Regions from separate parts of the Bombyx mori genome. Here region 2 is linked to region 1. Evidence: chromatin contacts called from public Hi-C data. All regions are on one chromosome and are shown on one strand. Each heading gives the region's core, a stretch centred on a gene start, on an enhancer-like site or on the middle of the called end of the contact. The rest is flanking DNA. Distances are from core to core; before and after follow the strand shown. Region 1 overlaps LOC101740817 (protein hu-li tai shao). Region 2 overlaps LOC101740817 (protein hu-li tai shao).

The links. A called contact is a pair of places that touch in the nucleus more often than the background predicts.
Region 2: a contact with region 1 is called in a Hi-C map of whole pupa, with 4 times the contacts expected there. The contact joins two enhancer-like sites. A contact is called at or near these places in 3 of 7 Hi-C or Micro-C datasets (posterior silk gland and whole pupa).

The regions. Positions count from the first base shown.
Region 1 is chr24:18,433,479-18,437,342 of ASM3026992v2, reverse strand. All of the region lies in intron 1 of LOC101740817 (protein hu-li tai shao), which reads right to left. Among protein-coding and RNA genes, the nearest start is that of LOC101740817, 9.7 kb to the right of the region's middle. Within about 2 kb of position 1,687, at least 5 of the 8 cell types and tissues checked have open chromatin away from gene starts, as enhancers often do.
Region 2 is chr24:18,482,306-18,486,475 of ASM3026992v2, reverse strand. It overlaps LOC101740817 (protein hu-li tai shao), which reads right to left. Exons shown (of 19, transcript XM_062675946.1): 4 at 4,117-4,170; 5 at 2,354-2,486; 6 at 1,548-1,718; 7 at 749-1,137; 8 at 24-161. Among protein-coding and RNA genes, the nearest start is that of LOC101740675, 34 kb to the left of the region's middle. Within about 2 kb of position 1,570, at least 5 of the 8 cell types and tissues checked have open chromatin away from gene starts, as enhancers often do.

The DNA of each region.
Region 1 (3,864 bases), core at 438-2,937:
AAATAAATGTAAGTTTTTTTATTATATACACACACATATATTTAATATACATCCATAACCCTGGAAAAAACATTTATATTTATAATACAAATATCTTCTCTTGGCGGGATTCGAGCCCGCGACCCCCTTATGTAGTGACCATGTCACTTACCACTACACCAGACGGCCGTTCATTATTATTGCCACTGAGTTTCACGCCGGGTCTTCTCAGTGGGTCACGATCTCGATCCAGCGGTAGATTCAGCGAAGCACTGCTCTTGCTGGGGTTGGTGTTAACAATTTCTCCCAGGTTGAGTCCGTGAGCTCATCTACCCGTCCGCGCGTAGCCGGAACAGCCTTATAGGCTACCAGCGAAGAAGTGGGGGAGAAAAAAATCCCACTAGACTTCTATTAAATCTTTACCAAGGACATGACCATGTCTATACCGCCATCGTCCACCGAATACGAGATGGGGTTCCGCTAATATTACGCCACCATTATCCTATTTCGGTTTGAAGGGAGCGGGACATGCCTTATACATGCGTTTCGGGCAGCGACTTGGTCGTGCCACTTACCATTATGTGGGCCGTATGATCTTTTTTTATTTTTTTTATTGCTTAGATGGGTGGACGAGCTTACAGCCCACCTGGTGTGGTTACTGGAGCCCATAGACATCTACGACGTAAATGCGCCACCCGCCTTGAGACTTCAGTTCTAAGGTCTCAGTATAGTTACAACGGCTGTCCCACCCTTCAAACCGAAACGCATTACTGCTTTACGGCAGAAATAGGCAGGGTGGTGGTGGTACCTACCCGCGCGGACTCACAAGTGGTCCTACCACCAGAAGATCGTCTGCCTACTATGTCTAAAAATTTAGATTAATTGTGATTGAAACTTGTCGAAGCCATCCAAGGCGATGAAGTATACTGAGCGACCGGATATCAAACCCGGATCGTGTGGCACTAACCCCACGAGATGTTAGATTACACACGAAGCTAATTACAATGCTTTGCTTGATTGTCTGCAAAATCGGTTTACGGGCGATAGTTTTAAGTGATGATAAACTCAGTAGCGGAACTATTCAAACTGCTAGTTCTGACGTCACGCCAGAAGAGAGATAAACGTGTCACAAGCCAACGCTTGGGCCGATATTGCCTCTCTATCGCTTGTTCCGGGCTCTCGCTTGCACGATCACGCTCAGGCGGAACGTGACACTTTTTCGTGCGTGCAGTTGCCGTTCATCTATACTAATATACAAATCTACAGTGGTTTTTACGGATGTTCCGTTATAACTACTAAACCATGCATCCGATTGACTTGAAACTTCGTATCCATGCAGAAAATACATGTACTTAATGAATAGGCTAATGTTTATAAGAGTGTTGGACTCCCTACACCAGTTGCGGGGACGTTAATGATGAGAATCTTTGTGGGGGTGAAAAATAATAAAGTTAATTTTAAATGCCCATCGAAGCGGACGGGTACAGCTAATCGATTTGAAAGAACGTTATCACGTCAAAAAAACACCTAATTGCGACAACGACCCCATATCATGCATCGTTCACTTAAGAGCACTCGAATCATGACCCATACCCGCCTATAGGATTGAAACATGTTCAATACACATTCCCATGTTTGGCTTGGTTTTAGTTTTATTAATACATATCAACTTTTCCTGCATTGCTTATTGCCTCAGCGTTATTATCTAGGCCAGGGCGCTGATAAGGCGCGCGGCGTTTGATTAAATCAAATAATGCACATATACTAGAACGTACGGGTCACGTGTCTTTTTATTAACCGACTTCAAAAAAGGAGGAGGTTCTCAATTCGACTTTTTTTTATTTTTTTTTATTTCCCTTGTAGGCAGACGAGCATACGGCCCACCTGATGGTGAGTGGTTACCGTCGCCCATGGACTTCAGCAATGCCAGGGGCAGAGCCTAGCCGTTGCCTACCTACGCGCTTATGTTGGTCACCTCATAACTTTTGATTGGGTAAATCGATTTTGATGATTCTTTATCAATTAGAAAGCTGACGCTTCCCGTGTGACAATTTAGTCCAGTTATGATAATGGTATCCATGAGAAAACCATATACATAATTTGCATTAAGTACGTGCGCGACAAATAGATGAATAATTCAATAACTCAATATCACGCTAACCGATTTCGATGATTATTGTTTTTAGTGTATATTAAATTTGTTTTGGAATATCTTTTTTTTTCTATTTGAAGTCGGTTTTTGTTAAACCATGTCTATTTACATTTATTTTTATCTTCACGACTAACGTACCGTGTTCCGGTGGAGACGTTTGGTTCTCAACCATAGCGCAATACCGCCCGTCACCCAACTCAAGGCTTCAGCTCAAAACATACAAATTATGACTGGTCTCTGCTTCAAAATGAGTACATAGTATTTATTGCCTTTTGTAGACAAGTATACATTTCTTAACTGCAGATTTAATTTGGTGGACCGACCAAATTAAAACTGCAGTGGGAGGTCCCCTAAATGAGTGCAGTAGAATGGCCTCGAGCAGGGAGAGATGGCGCGACATCGTGAGACGCATCAAGTCTGCCCCTTCCAACACTACATGACGATCACGACCACTCTGTCAAGAGTGACACGACTGAGAAGAAGAAGATACATTTCTTTGTTTTTTTTTTTTCGTACGATCTAGAGAGACCGGCGTACATATTAGCGTAACCTTAACTAGTAGATGAGCTCACGGGACTCAAGCTAGACGACGTTGCTAACACTAGCCCTAGCAAGAGCCGTGCTTCGCAGAATCTACCACCGGATCGGAAACGTGACCCACTGAGAAGATCCGGCGAGAAACTCAGTGGGCTGTGTCTGTGGGTTAATTTACTCCTCGAGCCCTTCGTCGCAAGCGACTAGTTCGACAATGACCGGTGCTTGGGGTACCTAAAAGCACCGTTAGTGGATCGGGAGGATCCGAGATAACGTGTTTTGGGCGACGTCGACTGTTTACCATTTGGTCAGCAGGATCGGGGATGTAGTTACCGGCGGACACGATGAGAGGATTCACGTGTCGTGCCGCTTTATCGAAGTGGAGACAAGCATACAGCCCACCTGATACCGCTGATAAAGCTGAGGATCAACATCATCTTTATCAACGTATAGCAGCCCACTGCTGGACGTAGGCCCCTCCAATAGCACGCCACTGAGCACGATCCTCGGCTTCTCTTATCCAGTCTCTACACCAGCCAGAGGGCATCCTGCACTACATTTACCAATTCGCAGTCTCAATTCAAAGAACATGTGAAAGCTGTGGATCCCTACCCACTGAGTTTCTCGCCGGATCTTTTCAGTGGGTCGCGTTTCCAACACTCCCGTTTGAGCCCCGTGAGCTCACATACTAGTTAAGGTTACGCTGAATTAGCCTCTCCAGGCTATCAGCTTAGGTAGGGAAAAAAAAAGAGGATCCCTATTTCCAATTCTAATACGGAACCCTAAACAAACAAAAAAACTCTCTTCTGTCAATAGCTGAATAAACTAATCACATTCAACATTAATAATATCAATATCAGAATGAATTAAATAACTGTTATTATTTCAATGCGATAAAGTACAATTACAAGTAATCACTCAACTGCTAATTATCAATTAGTACACATGTGAGTCAGCGGTGGGACGCTTGAAGGAAGTAGGTTACAAGTGTGGCGTCTGTGTAAATATGTTATAAGACTAAGACGACCGGTACACTGATATCAGACAAGGTTCATAGCTGGGTTATAATAGATCTGATATAGCAGCCAACCGGTCAATCATGGCCATTAGTTTAGTCGATCGTGGCAAGACAAAAAATATAAATACATAGAACAGATTGCACAATGTAATCTCCAATTGCTGCACGCATTATCTTCATC
Region 2 (4,170 bases), core at 321-2,820, 49 kb before region 1:
CAGCGGCCGCGTGGTGCGCTCACCTTGATGAGGGGATGCCTGTAGATGTAGCCGGTGCGGAAGCCGGCGTTGTCCAGCATCCGCATCAGAGCCTCGAACTCTTCGCCGCCCACGCGCCACTTGCTCGCGTCGGCGGGCGGCTTGCGGGACGCCTCGTACATCTGACGCATACGAACCGGCAAGATACAGATACATGGCCAAGAGCAGCACGGGTTAAATGTTTAGGGGCGTCATCAGAGTCATAGGGGATGATATCGCCGCTGGCCTAACCTTCAGACTGGAAGGTGCTATTGCTTTAGACAGGACATAGGACTTATGGTAGGCAGCGGCTTGGCTCTGCCCCTGGCATTGCTGACGTCCATGAGCGACGGTGACTACTTACCATCAGGTGGGCCGCATGCTCGACTGCCTACAAAGGCAATAAAAAAAATAAAAAAAACATATCTCGATTTTGGGGCTGATGATTTTTCTCCCACGATATCATTTATTCAGTGAGTAAGTCAACCAGGTTTTTTTTTATTGCTTATATGGGTGGACGAGCTCAAAGCCCATCTTGAGATATAAGTTCTAAGGTCTCAAATATAGTTACAACAATTGCTCCGCCTTTTAAACCGAAACGCAGTACTGCTTCACGGCACAAATAGAGAGGGCGGTGGTACCTACACGACTCACAAGAAGTCCCACCACTAGGCGGACGCGCTAATACTTAGAAAAATAGGGGTGAGGGGTGTTGGGGGGCTGTACGTACCTGTCTCTGCGTTTCATCGTCAAGCAGGATGAGGTCATCGAGCGGCGTGGCTGCTAACTTCAGTTGCGCGTCGGTGGCGGCGGTGAGCAGACGCGCGTGCAGGAAGGCCTCCTCCAGCGTGGCACCGCAGCACAGCGCTCCGGCCCCGCTCAGCACCACGACCTTGGCGTGCGGGCCCAGCGCGCGGACCAGCTTGTCGCGCTCGGCGTTGTCCAGCACGCCGTAGGGTAGAGTGTGGTACGCGACCTCGCCGAGAAGGGCCGCCTCCTGGCATAGGGGCAGGACGCCGCGCCGCGTGGCGGACACGGCGAGAGCGGAGGGCGCGCGCACGTGCACCACGCAGCGCAGGTCCGGACGGGCCGCGTGCACGGACGCGTGCACCGAGAAACCTGACGGACCAGGGTTGCTTTTTTTTTTCTTTTTTTCCTACCTAAGCTGATAGCCTTGAGAGACTATTTCAGCGTAACCTTAACTAGTAGGTGAGCTCACGGGGCTCAAACCTGACGACGTTGCTAACACGAACCCTAACAAGAGCAGTGCTTCGCAGAATCTACCACCGGATCGGAAACGCGACCCACTGATAAGATCCGGCGAGAAGCTCAGTGGGCTGTGTCTGTGGGTTAATTTACTCGCCAAGCCCTTCGTTCGATGAGGACGGTGACCGAATCAACCCTATCTTCATCTTCAAGTACTAGTCATGGATCACGACTTTGTCACACAACAATCGACCCTCAAACTTGCATCCCATCAGGTTCACTGCGAACACGGAGTCACACGTTGCCTAGTTACCGGTCATTACCTTCGACGTTGACCGGAAAGTTGGTGGTGCCCTGGTCCTGGACGACGCCCTGCATGTCCACCTTAACCAGAGACGAGGCGGTCACCTCGTGGGGCAGCAGACCGCGCGGCGACGTCAGCACCTGCTCCTCGGCCGTGTTCAGACGGGCCGTTATCTGCCCCGTCACTCCGGCTATGGACAAATCGGTCTACGTCACCACACTGGTTTTACTGGTGGTAGGACTTCTTGTGAGTCCGCACGGGTAGGTACTACCACCGCCCCGCCTATTTCTGCCGTGAAGCAGTAATGCATTTCGGTTTGAAGGGTGGGCAGCCGCTGTAACTGTACCGAGACCTTAGAACTTATATCTCAAGGTGGGTGGCGTATTTACGTTGTAGATGTCTATGGGCTCCAGTAACCACTTAACACCAGGTGGGCTGTGAGCTCGTCCATCCATCTAATCAATAAAAAATAAATAAATAAAAGATGTCGAGTGATTCAGATTTGGCATGGTATAAGCACGGGTATTTTCTAATTAATTCTATAAATTTTTCGGGCATTGTCCGGTATTTTAATACACATTCACTCGGACGCTAAAATAAAATTTGTTAATAATTACAACGCCTGACGTCGAAGCGTCCTAACGCCGCGACAGAACGTTGCGTACTTACAGCGCTGGGGCTCGGTTTGACAGTACATTACCACAGTAGTACAACACATCTCGGCGTCATAACGCGCCGTCGCGGCAGTTTACCGTTCTGACGCGCGCTAACTACGAGTTCTGTTTGACGAAGCCTCTAACCAACACCTATGATAAACAAACTCACTTGTCGTCCAACCAAACAAATCCACCAGCCGGTACACGGCGGCCAGCTTGCAGCGGAGTATCTTCTCCCCCTTCTCATACCCTATGCCTTCGATACCTCGGATGTCGTTGATCGGCAAAACGCAGCTAGGACCCTGACAATGAAATTATATCAGTACACAGACTACGCCCAAATCTATATATTACTTTTTTTTCCCCTACCTATGCTGATAGCATTGAGAGGCTATTTCAGCTTCGCCCTAACGTTTGTAGGTGAGCTCACGGGGCTCAAACCGGAGAGCTGCTAACACTGACCCTAGCAAGAGCAGTGCTTCGCAGAATCTACCATCGGATATATTACTAGCGACCCGCCTTCGCTTCGCTTCGGAAACTAATTTATTATTGATTTCTCAACTATTTAATGGATGTTATTATACATATAAACCTTCCTCTTCAATCACTATATCTATTAAAAAAACCGCATCAAAATCCGTTGCGTAGTTTTAAAGATTTAAGCATACAAAGGGACAGACAGATATAGGGACAGAGAAAGCAACTTTGTTTTATACTATGTAGTGATTAATACGTGAAGCAAAAACTTTGTACCCCTTTTTAAGAAAATTGCGCGGACGGAGAAGTATGGTATTTCCCACACTTATACCGAATATAGAGGAGGAGTGCATTATAATAAAATAAATTTAAATTAAGCAAAAAAAATACATTAAATCATTTAAAAAAAAACTATAACACACTACCGTGTATTTGACACACACGCACACGCATGCATACTATTTATTTATTGTCAAACTTTTCTTATTGTAACGAACGGCGTCAACGAACCGCGCTTTTACAAGGCGCTGTCTTCATCTACGGGACATGTCGGGATTGAACCAACCAAAAGCTCATTCTAGCTCATCGGATCGATAATTTGAAGAGTGAAAAGACCATTGCACCATACAATTAAGACCTCATATCTCAAGGTCTACAGGTCATGAGCTTGTTTGTTCACGCATCTTCTTCTTTTTCTCCAGCTTATCCCACTAGGTGGAGTCAGCACAGCTAATTTTTCTCTTCCATTCTCTTCTATCAGCCCTCATCTCAACACTCCTCTCTCTCTCATATCGTCATTCACACACTCCATCCATGTCTTCTTCGGTCGACCTCTTCCCCATGTACCTTGCACTACGCATCACATGTCCAAGCTTGTTCACGCATCCAATGCTATAAAGAATTTCTATAAGACCTCGCACGGTAGCTCATTACTATCGCGAACCAGCGATATATTCGGCTGTGAGCAGATCTGCTAATCTACCTAACCCGTGCATCAGCCCGCTGAGTTTCTCGCCGGATCTTCTCAGCGGGTCGCGATTCCGATCCGGCAGTAGATTCATTCACGAAGCAGCTGCCCTTGAATTGTTAGGTCTCCTTCGGAAGCGCTCGGGCAGCTGTTAGCAAATCTCACCCCTCCTGGCTTAGCCCTTGCTCGTCCACCTGTCCTGGTGAAACTGGAAAGGCCTCCGGGCCACCAATAATCTTTCAATCATAAAAAAAACTGCTAATTCATTTCCAAATGATTCTTGTCCACCTGATGGTTGTCTGGAAGAGATCGCTCTCACCGATAAGACCGCCAATTGTACTTTTTTGTATTTAATGTATGGCACTGTTTATTTGTTTTTTGGTGTACAATAAAGAATTCTCTCTCTCTCTCTCTGCCTCTCTATCTCTCTCTATATGTCTCTCTCTCTAATCTACAGCAGCGTAAATATATGAATAACGCAACCTTACCCTGAGGCTTCCGGTGTGCAGTCTCCCGCCGACCATCTCCTTGATCCTCTGCAG